Linked DNA regions of Mus musculus: regions 1 and 3 are each linked to region 2. The links are chromatin contacts, called in public Hi-C and promoter capture Hi-C maps. All regions are on one chromosome and are shown on one strand. The core of a region is the stretch at or near the end of the contact, and the rest is flanking DNA. Distances in the headings are between cores, read along the strand shown. Region 1 holds the start of Fndc3c1 (fibronectin type III domain containing 3C1). Region 2 holds the start of Cysltr1 (cysteinyl leukotriene receptor 1). Region 3 overlaps Gm5127 (predicted gene 5127).

Region 1 (2,700 bases), core at 145-2,644, 120 kb after region 2:
GCCGGTCCCACGATTGCGCAAATGAGTGAATAGCGTAGTATACAAAGAGGTAAAAGGCCCTCATATGAAAGAACTCAGAGCAGTAGCTTTCCATACCCGGGCCTGGGGGTTGGGGGGTAGACACGCACTGAGTCAGTGTCCTTTGATGTCCATCGATGAGTTTTAACCCTCTTTCAGAAAGCCTGGCAACAGAGGATGGCAGCTGTATGGGACAAATCTGGGACCAGCTAAGGACCGCCTGCAGAGTCAAAGTAGGGCTCAGAACTATCTAGATTTGGGGATGGGAACCTCTCTCAACTGACAGTCCTTAGCCAAGAAAAATGAGAACCACTGCAGTCACTCGTGAGTTCTCAGGCTCAGAGAGACCTCAAAAACAATGCAAAAAAGGCAAGAGAGGAGCAAGTAGGTAAAGTTTGATGAGTGGTATTCCTTCTGTGGTTGGGAAGGGGGGCAATGCCTTCCAACAAGCTCCCTTGCACCCAGCCTGGCACTCACTTTGGGCTCATTTTGCCCTGAGCAGACCTCAGAAGCAGAGGTCTTTCAGTGCCCGAAAACCTCAGCCATTGAAATCTAGGAGTGCTCAATCCACCACTCTCAGTTGTTCCTGAAATAACTTGTTGCTTGCACACTATAGCAATGAGGTCCAGGGCTTTCGGAAAAGCTCAGGGGCTTAAAAGACAGAGAAGACCCACCAGGGATAATAGGAAAGAATGGGATCTTTGTCAGCACCGGGTGAGAGGGGCGGTCAAGGAGCCACGGCCAGTCCCCGCCCCCTCCCTCCCTTTTCCCCTGACCTGGTGGCCTGGTTAGTCTGTTGGTACCCTCCTGGGGCCGCGGGCCTGTGACCCCACTGCGTCGACAGCGGGGGGCGCGGGCCCCCAGCCACTCTTGTTTTTCTTTTCCTGTCACTTTTTCTTTCTCACCCCTCCCCTCTCAGCCTTTGGGCTCCGAACAGCTGCTGCTGTAGCTCCTAACTTTGTGCCTTTCTTTCTCCACCCCCCGAACCCCCCACCCCCAACGGCTGTTGGCGTCTTTGGAGACGCGAGCTGGCCACCCCGCCAAGGGGGCGTGAGCAGGCGGCCGGGTGAGCGCGGAGGGGGCACGGACCGTGCGGTGGTGACCGGATGGAACGCGAGAGAAGCACGAGGCGGTGAGGGAGGGGCGGCGAGGGGCGAGGGGGCGGGGCGGGGCGGGGCCAACAGGCCAGGGGCTGGATGTGCCTGTTGCTGGGATGCTGATGGATAGGGTTACACCGCTGCTGGGGCCGACTCGAGGAGGTGAGGGGATATTTTTGGAGGGAAGAGTTTCTGAGTTTGGGATCGGGGAGTGGGGGGAGGGCAAGAGGACACCGAAAGTTCCTCCTACATCTGGGCTTTCGTCTCCATTCAGACCATGTAAAAGGCGCGGTCCCCTCCAGCCATTGGGTGCCGCATGGACCTTCTACTGCTCTCCTGTGCCTCGCGTCCGGTGGCCTGCCCCATAGGTCCCGCCAGCTCCCTTTCTTCGCTTAGCTTCACTTGCTTGTCTTTGTATTTGTGACTGTTTTCCAGCCCGGTCTTTTACTTTTCTTAATCTTGAATCGGTCACTGTCGCCGGATCTCTTGCTATCTGGAGTCAGATCGAGAAGTACCTGAATGAAGAGCGAGGCTTTTGGAGAAGCATTTTTGTATCTGCTTAGGTATGCTCCTTGACTTTGTAGCAACTATCTATACTTTTCTGTGTGCAATTAGTTGCAGAATTCGGAGCTCTTACTCTCTGTGAACGCTTTGCAGAAAATCTTTTCTAATTCCGTTCTGTGGTTTTGTTTTGTTTGTTTGTTTGTTTTTCCTTTTTCTTTTTCGTTTATACATTGACTGGTAAGTGAACTAGGTGCTCACTTTATTAGGGGGAGAAATTTCGATTCCTTGGGGAATGTACACAAGAGGATTGCCCTGAGCTGGGCATCATTTATTTAGCCACCTATGGGATAAGTATTTATGGCTTAAGGTGGAAAGATTGTTGAAAAATCGTTGGTATTTTGTTTTGTTTTATATCTGTACTTTGGTATTGCGCCTTGAGGGTATCGTTGTTTTCGTGGATGTAAACTTTTCCAAAACTTAGAAGAAAACTAACTGGTAATGTTCTTGAACTTTCTACTTATTTTCTTCTTATTGTTGCTCTTGCTTGCTTGCTTGCTTGCTTGCTTGCTTGCTTGCTTGCTTGAATGAGTTGCCTTGTGAAATACTCGGAAGCACGTTGTCTGGTTCCTTCCCGGTGGTACAGTTGGAAATTTTTCATCCCGAATTTTGTCTACTTAACAAACAAATTAATTGTTTGGAAATTATTTTGATGCCAAATTCATTTAAGAAATTCGTAATTATTTTCTCATTATTCTGACAGATTAAAGGGGATTAAGGAATTTAAACATTTCTTTAAAACTTAAACACCTGAAAAAGGAGAAAACAGCTCTTTTGCTACTGGGTACTAGGCTGGGTACTGCGCACCAAAGTTCCCTGTGCCTTGCCCGGCTCTGGCGCACTCTGCCCCCTCCTTTGACATTCCACATAATGAATATACTTGAAATATGATTCTTAAAGTAATATCTGTGTCATATAGAGTGCGTAACAGGAATACCAGGGAGCGTTCATGGTTTAGTTTTGTAAATATTTTGTTACCCTGCGTTTTGTTTTGTGAAGAACGGAAAATTCGTTCTCAGAAACT
Region 2 (2,700 bases), core at 147-2,646:
AGAGAGGTGTCAGTCTACCCTGTTAACATCTTCTGAAAATGTAAGGCGATAGCTGCAACGAAACTGGATGGAGAAGAAAGGATGGCGAGAGAAGGAAAGGAGAAATGGAATGCAGTCAGTTCCAGAAAACACAGTAAGATTGGAGCAGCTAATAGAAAGTGAAGCCCTGTCAGAGCTGATGGAAAGCCTGTTCTTCCCATCACTCAGGAACAGAGACACAACTAAAGAAATAAAGAAGTCAGAGGGGGGGGGCACCCCCTCGATGCTACACCAACAGTGGTGCTATCTTTTCTTTTTTTTAAGATTTATTTATTATTTATTATATGTAAGTACACTGTAGCTGTCTTCAGACACACCAGAAGAGGGCATCAGATCTCATTACAGATGGTTGTGAGCCACCATGTGGTTGCTGGGATTTGAACTCTGGACCTTTGGAAGAGCAGTCGGGTGCTCTTACCCACTGAGCCATCTCACCAGCCCCAAGTGGTGCTATCTTAAAGCACTTTTCTTCAGTATCTAAAAAAAAATACCCCTTCTGCCATAACTCAAACTCCTTGAAAACAACACATACTGGAGGGGAAGTAAAACTTTATACTCTGTATCTCTTATAAACTCAATTCCATTGAATAAATACTGGCTAAAATAGCAATAAAATTCCCAAGATAGGATTAAAGTCTGCTCTTGAATCCAAATGTTTGCTTCCCTTTTAAATGTTCTTGGACGACCTTTTCTCCCAAGCATCATCATTACCACTGCATCCAAGGATTCCGTGGAAGAGGATAAAGAGTGACTGTAAAGTCATTAGGCTGCCTAAAGATGGAAAATTTGAGAAATTTCTTTCTTGTAGCCCATAACTGGCCAGAAAGCCACTGTTATAAGGACATTTACAAGTCCTTCCAACTAGTTATTAATAATAAGGCTACGTTTACACAATGTGTGTGTGTGTGTGTGTGTGTGTGTGTGTGTGTATCCCAACACAGGACTTTCATAGTAAAATTCAAAGTAGTTCATTCACCCAGTTTACTTCAAAATCTTATCAATTTGTCTTCAACATCAAATCACACCTCAGGTTCTAATTAGCACACTCTAGATTGGCATGTCCTTTTCCTCCTAGGATATGAGACAATCAAAAAGAAAAATGCTTTTCAAAATTCTTATAGAATCACAAATTTCATGAAGGAGGGGGACACACACACATACAGCCTGTGAAGGAGAGAGGATATATGGAAGGAGAGAGGTAAAGAGGAAGTATATCTTAAGATCAAGTTTCACATAATGCCAGATATATTAGCATATACTGGTAGGATTATCTTTTCCCCGCCTACAAATAGCCTAAGCACCCTCCAGTCATAAAAATCAGAGAGAAGTAAGCTGAACAGCAGACACTCCTCCTTACTTCCCACCTCAGAGCAGCTGCATGACTTCCTGAGGATTCTATTGCAGTAGCCAGAGATAAACACTCATTTGTGCATATTACGTGCAAGTCTCCAGTTTCTATTCTTCTTCCCTCTCCGCTCTTTCCCTTCCCCCACTTTAAACCAGGGAAGCCAAACTCTGGCGGGGTTGAAGCGGCTTGAGAAGTACTAAGAAACAGGAAGAAGAGTCGAGGTCTATTGGCTAGCAAATGTGCCATGGCCTGACCTCTCTCCTCTGGAAAAGAAACATTCCTAAAGAGCAGGAGCCCTGTGAATGGAGTGGACCATCCCGAATATCCAGACTTATTTGCAGCTCACCATCCAGGGTTAGCTCACCAGGAGACTAGCAGGTTGGAATTTCTGAAGATTTGGATCTTGCTTCAGGGAGCAAAAGGACCTTAAACTGTGAAGCTTGGAATCAGCAGGTAAGAAAATTGGGTTGGTTGGAGCAAAGTTGAACTGATGGCAGATTCTACCAAATGCCTCAGAGATTGTGGATAACTGCCCTGCCTTATCTGCCTTGAATTAAGCTGCTAATCTGAACATCTGCATTCTTTCGGCTTTGGTTCTTGGCCAGAGCTCTGATCGTCTAATCAGCCTGTCAGCAAGTGTAGCTCACTGCCTCTGTTGCACGCTCAAAATGGCAAACTGTTGAGGTGGCATTCCTCAAGCCTCCAGCACCTTTACGACTCAGCCAGAAGTGCAAAATCGGCCTCAAGCTCCCATCTTAAGGCTACCCTGGAGCTTCTGTAATGCAGATTTAAATGTGGAAAGAATGTGTTCAGCGGCTGCTGCTGCACGTAAACCAACCAGTTGGGGGCTGACCTAGACTTTTCACGAGGCACTTTCATGCTTTGTTTTCTTCTTACTTAATTCACTTTACATCCTGCTCAAAGTTTCACACTTTTCACCTTCTTTGCATCCTATAATTGAGACAGGATGTCCCTCTTTCCCCCACTCCTTCATTCTCATCATAGTTCTCATTCTACCCTCCCCCAGGCCCCTCTCTTAGGTAAAGAGAAAAGTGACTCAGACAGGTTAAGGAATTTCCTTGCAACACACCACGCTGCTAGAAACTGGCCATTTGACTCAAGACTACAGAAAGAAAGCCCTATCAACTTACAGACAACTAGTAGAAATACCTATGACCTACTTTGTAACTTAGGGCTAAACTCACTAGGTTAACATTAGACTAAGAAGTCATACAATTTAATCAACCACATGGGACAAGAACGTTTTTTTGTCTTCTTAGCTATTTTCAATGGTATGCAAATAGACTGGCAGG
Region 3 (2,700 bases), core at 110-2,609, 100 kb before region 2:
TCAGTAATATCTAGAATCATATATCAAAGCAACATGGCATGTGTTCCTGGGATGAAAGACTGCTAGGTGGTTTCTTTTAATGTTTTGCATTGTCTTATAAATGTGATCTTAATTTTAGTGATAAAAAAGCCAAGTCTCTTTCTCATAGGCTAAGAAACTCAACTAAACTCATGTACAACTAAGAAACAAGGGAGCTTCTAACATAGGCATGGTACTCACACATTTGGCCACCAAACTTTTGTTCTTTTCATCCTGGTTTCTATGATTCAACAGGAACTTGCATTTGGATAGTTTTTATTAATGTGGAGTGCAGGTTAGAATGTCAATACTCAAGAGTTTTTCAAAATGGCAACCTTGGTGTATTTCTTCTTTCTCTACCTTTAAAATCAATCTTTTAAGTCCTTCATTATTAAAGAAACCTTGGGGTGATTTTACAAAGAACTACTGGCAACTAAGGAATGCTGAGAGTGAGAAAAAAATAATCTTCCCCAAGGAGGAGCACACCAATTGGCTATCCAACACCAAATGGTCAGTTCTGAAAATATGCATACAAGTAATATTATCCAAACTGGGAAGGTTGTGTTTAGGAATATGGATGTATGCAAGCAATAACAATTAATGAAGAAAGGCTACAAAATTGAAAGCGAATGATAAGGGGCCTATGGAAGGGTTTGAAGGGAGGGAAAAGAAGGGAGAAATAATGTAATTGTATTATATCTCAAATTTAAAATGTGGAAAGAAGAAAAAGAGTATGTCAGGTGATTGACACATATGTATTAAATAATATGGGTTTCAAGGTGTTTACAAGTGGAATAAAGAGAAAGGCACTGGGTACAATATAAAATACTAAAAGAGGAAAAAGAAATAAGGCGAATATATTCTCAAGAATATATCTTTTCCTTGTCATTTTGCTTAAAAGGATTTGTATCACCAAGGACCATGTTCAGCTCAGGTCTAATATACTATTCCATGTTTGCCCTTTTCTATTTACCACTTGCTCACTTTTAAACAAGCCTTATTCAAATCTTCTTGAGAAAATAAAAGAACAGAAAAGAAAATAGAGAAAACAACTGAACTCTAAGATTCTCCCACATCATCAATAGACAGCAGGGCTAATGTTAGTCTAGTCGTCATATTTTATCCATTGACGAGAAAGGGGCCTCTTTCATGAATAATTCTTAAAGAGGGCTAGAGCAGGAAACTGAGTCTAGAAAGATCTGTTTAGAATTCTGTACATGACCATATCTCCTTATCTGAGCCAGGAAGTACCACTTCAAAGACCTTTGCATGAGGGAGTCCATGCAAGTGCCACGTCATGTTGTCTCAGAAGGATGTGAAACCCAACAACACCCAACCACACAGAGGTGGGACTGTGCTCTCTGATTCCTATCAAAAGCAATCTGAATGTGCTTGCCACAGTGAGTGTGGTCAGAGCTGTGTGGATGTGTGCACATGCTCAAACTCATCACAGTAAATATGATCATTTTTATAGCAGTTATGTTTCATCGACAATTTTAAAAGAGAAATGTAAATGCCTTTTTATTAAAGCAACCTGAAATCTGATCACATGAATTGGAGTTGATGAATGGGCTCTGTTTACATTGCCAAGTTAATTATGGGTGCTCACAAAATACAAAGTGCCTATTTATTATCATTATTAGTAGTAAAGCCTGACTTAATCTTTTATGGTGTCAGACTAGTGGAGTTGAAAATGGAAACTACTACCAATGGTGGTAGGATTAGCTATACATTTTCATTTTCTATTATCGCACCAAAGATAGAAATATTTAATACAGATGTAGCAGCCTACCCTCCATCACTTCAAAATCTATTAGGAAGAACACAAACAGAGGATATGGGCATAAGTACATGCATACAAAACATCTGCTAACAAACAATAATACATAGTAAGAGTTAGGTACTTAATAAGTTACACTGGGTACAACAATTTAAGGCAAAAACAAAAACTATGTTCACATCTGCTGGTAATTTGGCTACAGTTTTTTCTTTCTATTCAAGCTTACATACTTGCTTGTTGAGATTAGTTATAGACATGCTTAATGCTTCTAATTAGACATATTCACAAATAGAAGTTATACTTACATGATGATGAAGAATCCCACCAAATAGACCCCAGGAGGGGTTGATGTAGATAAACAGAATCAGAGCAAACTTTCTGTTTATATTTCTTGTTCTCTGGGCTGCATTTCACTGTAAGCCACGGGTAAGCTGTTCGTCTAATGGCTCTGCCAATGAATTTGCTAAAACGAATTTCACAGGAAATGTCTGAATCACCACTCTTAATAGTGTGTGTGTGTGTGTGTGTGTGTGTGTGTGTGTGTGTGTGTGTATGTAATGTGGAAAAGTTGATGCTTCTATTTTTTTGCAGCAACTTCTTGTTGTAGATGTGAGGAATGCAGTGTTCGTCAGCTGGAACACCACCTGAAGTTTTGAACAAGTTAAAGCTTGGCATTTTGAAAGAAGGCAGGCTATAAGTAAATAAACACACATGCGAGGAAAATAAAATTGAACTTCAAGGGCAAGTCTGGGTCTTAAGGATATAATACCCTAAAATTCACGACTTTTCAGTGATTCCATAAATTTATGCTAAGAAATACAGAGGGTTTTTTTTAATTTTTGTGAGATTTTTACTATGAGTAACTCTGTGTGTGTGTGTGTGTGTGTGTGTGTGTGTGTGTG

Evidence for each region. Hi-C and Micro-C count contacts between places; a contact is called where the count stands out from the background. Capture Hi-C pulls out chosen DNA fragments and counts their contacts.
Region 1: a promoter capture Hi-C map of adipose tissue shows a contact between it and region 2. The contact joins the promoter of Fndc3c1 here to the promoter of Cysltr1 in region 2. A contact is called at or near these places in 1 of 39 promoter capture datasets (cranial neural crest), 2 of 484 Hi-C or Micro-C datasets (embryonic stem cells and nephron progenitors), 5 of 115 datasets of contacts at active chromatin or transcription factors (acute myeloid leukemia, embryonic stem cells and epiblast stem cells) and 2 of 9 other capture datasets (adipose tissue and pancreatic islet).
Region 3: a Hi-C map of group 2 innate lymphoid cells shows a contact between it and region 2, with 4 times the contacts expected there. The contact joins the enhancer-like site here to the promoter of Cysltr1 in region 2. A contact is called at or near these places in 3 of 39 promoter capture datasets (liver, macrophages and pre-B cells), 9 of 484 Hi-C or Micro-C datasets (Th1 cells, Th2 cells, embryonic fibroblasts and 4 more), 2 of 115 datasets of contacts at active chromatin or transcription factors (the SCID.adh cell line and a colorectal cancer cell line) and 4 of 9 other capture datasets (adipose tissue, liver, macrophages and 1 more).

The regions. Positions count from the first base shown.
Region 1 is chrX:106,483,923-106,486,622 of GRCm38.p6, reverse strand. It overlaps Fndc3c1 (fibronectin type III domain containing 3C1), which reads left to right and starts at 1,394. Exons shown (of 27, transcript NM_001007580.1): 1 at 1,394-1,678.
Region 2 is chrX:106,602,375-106,605,074 of GRCm38.p6, reverse strand. Cysltr1 (cysteinyl leukotriene receptor 1) reads left to right here and starts at 1,396. Exons shown (of 4, transcript NM_021476.5): 1 at 1,396-1,840. The region is part of intron 1 of Gm5127 (predicted gene 5127); the gene reads right to left.
Region 3 is chrX:106,703,425-106,706,124 of GRCm38.p6, reverse strand. The region is part of intron 3 of Gm5127 (predicted gene 5127); the gene reads right to left. Among named protein-coding and RNA genes, the nearest start is that of Gm24491, 55 kb to the right of the region's middle. Within about 2 kb of position 1,359, at least 21 of the 459 cell types and tissues checked have an H3K27ac peak or open chromatin away from gene starts, as enhancers often do. A contact at or near this core is called in Th1 cells, Th2 cells and group 2 innate lymphoid cells, where this site is marked.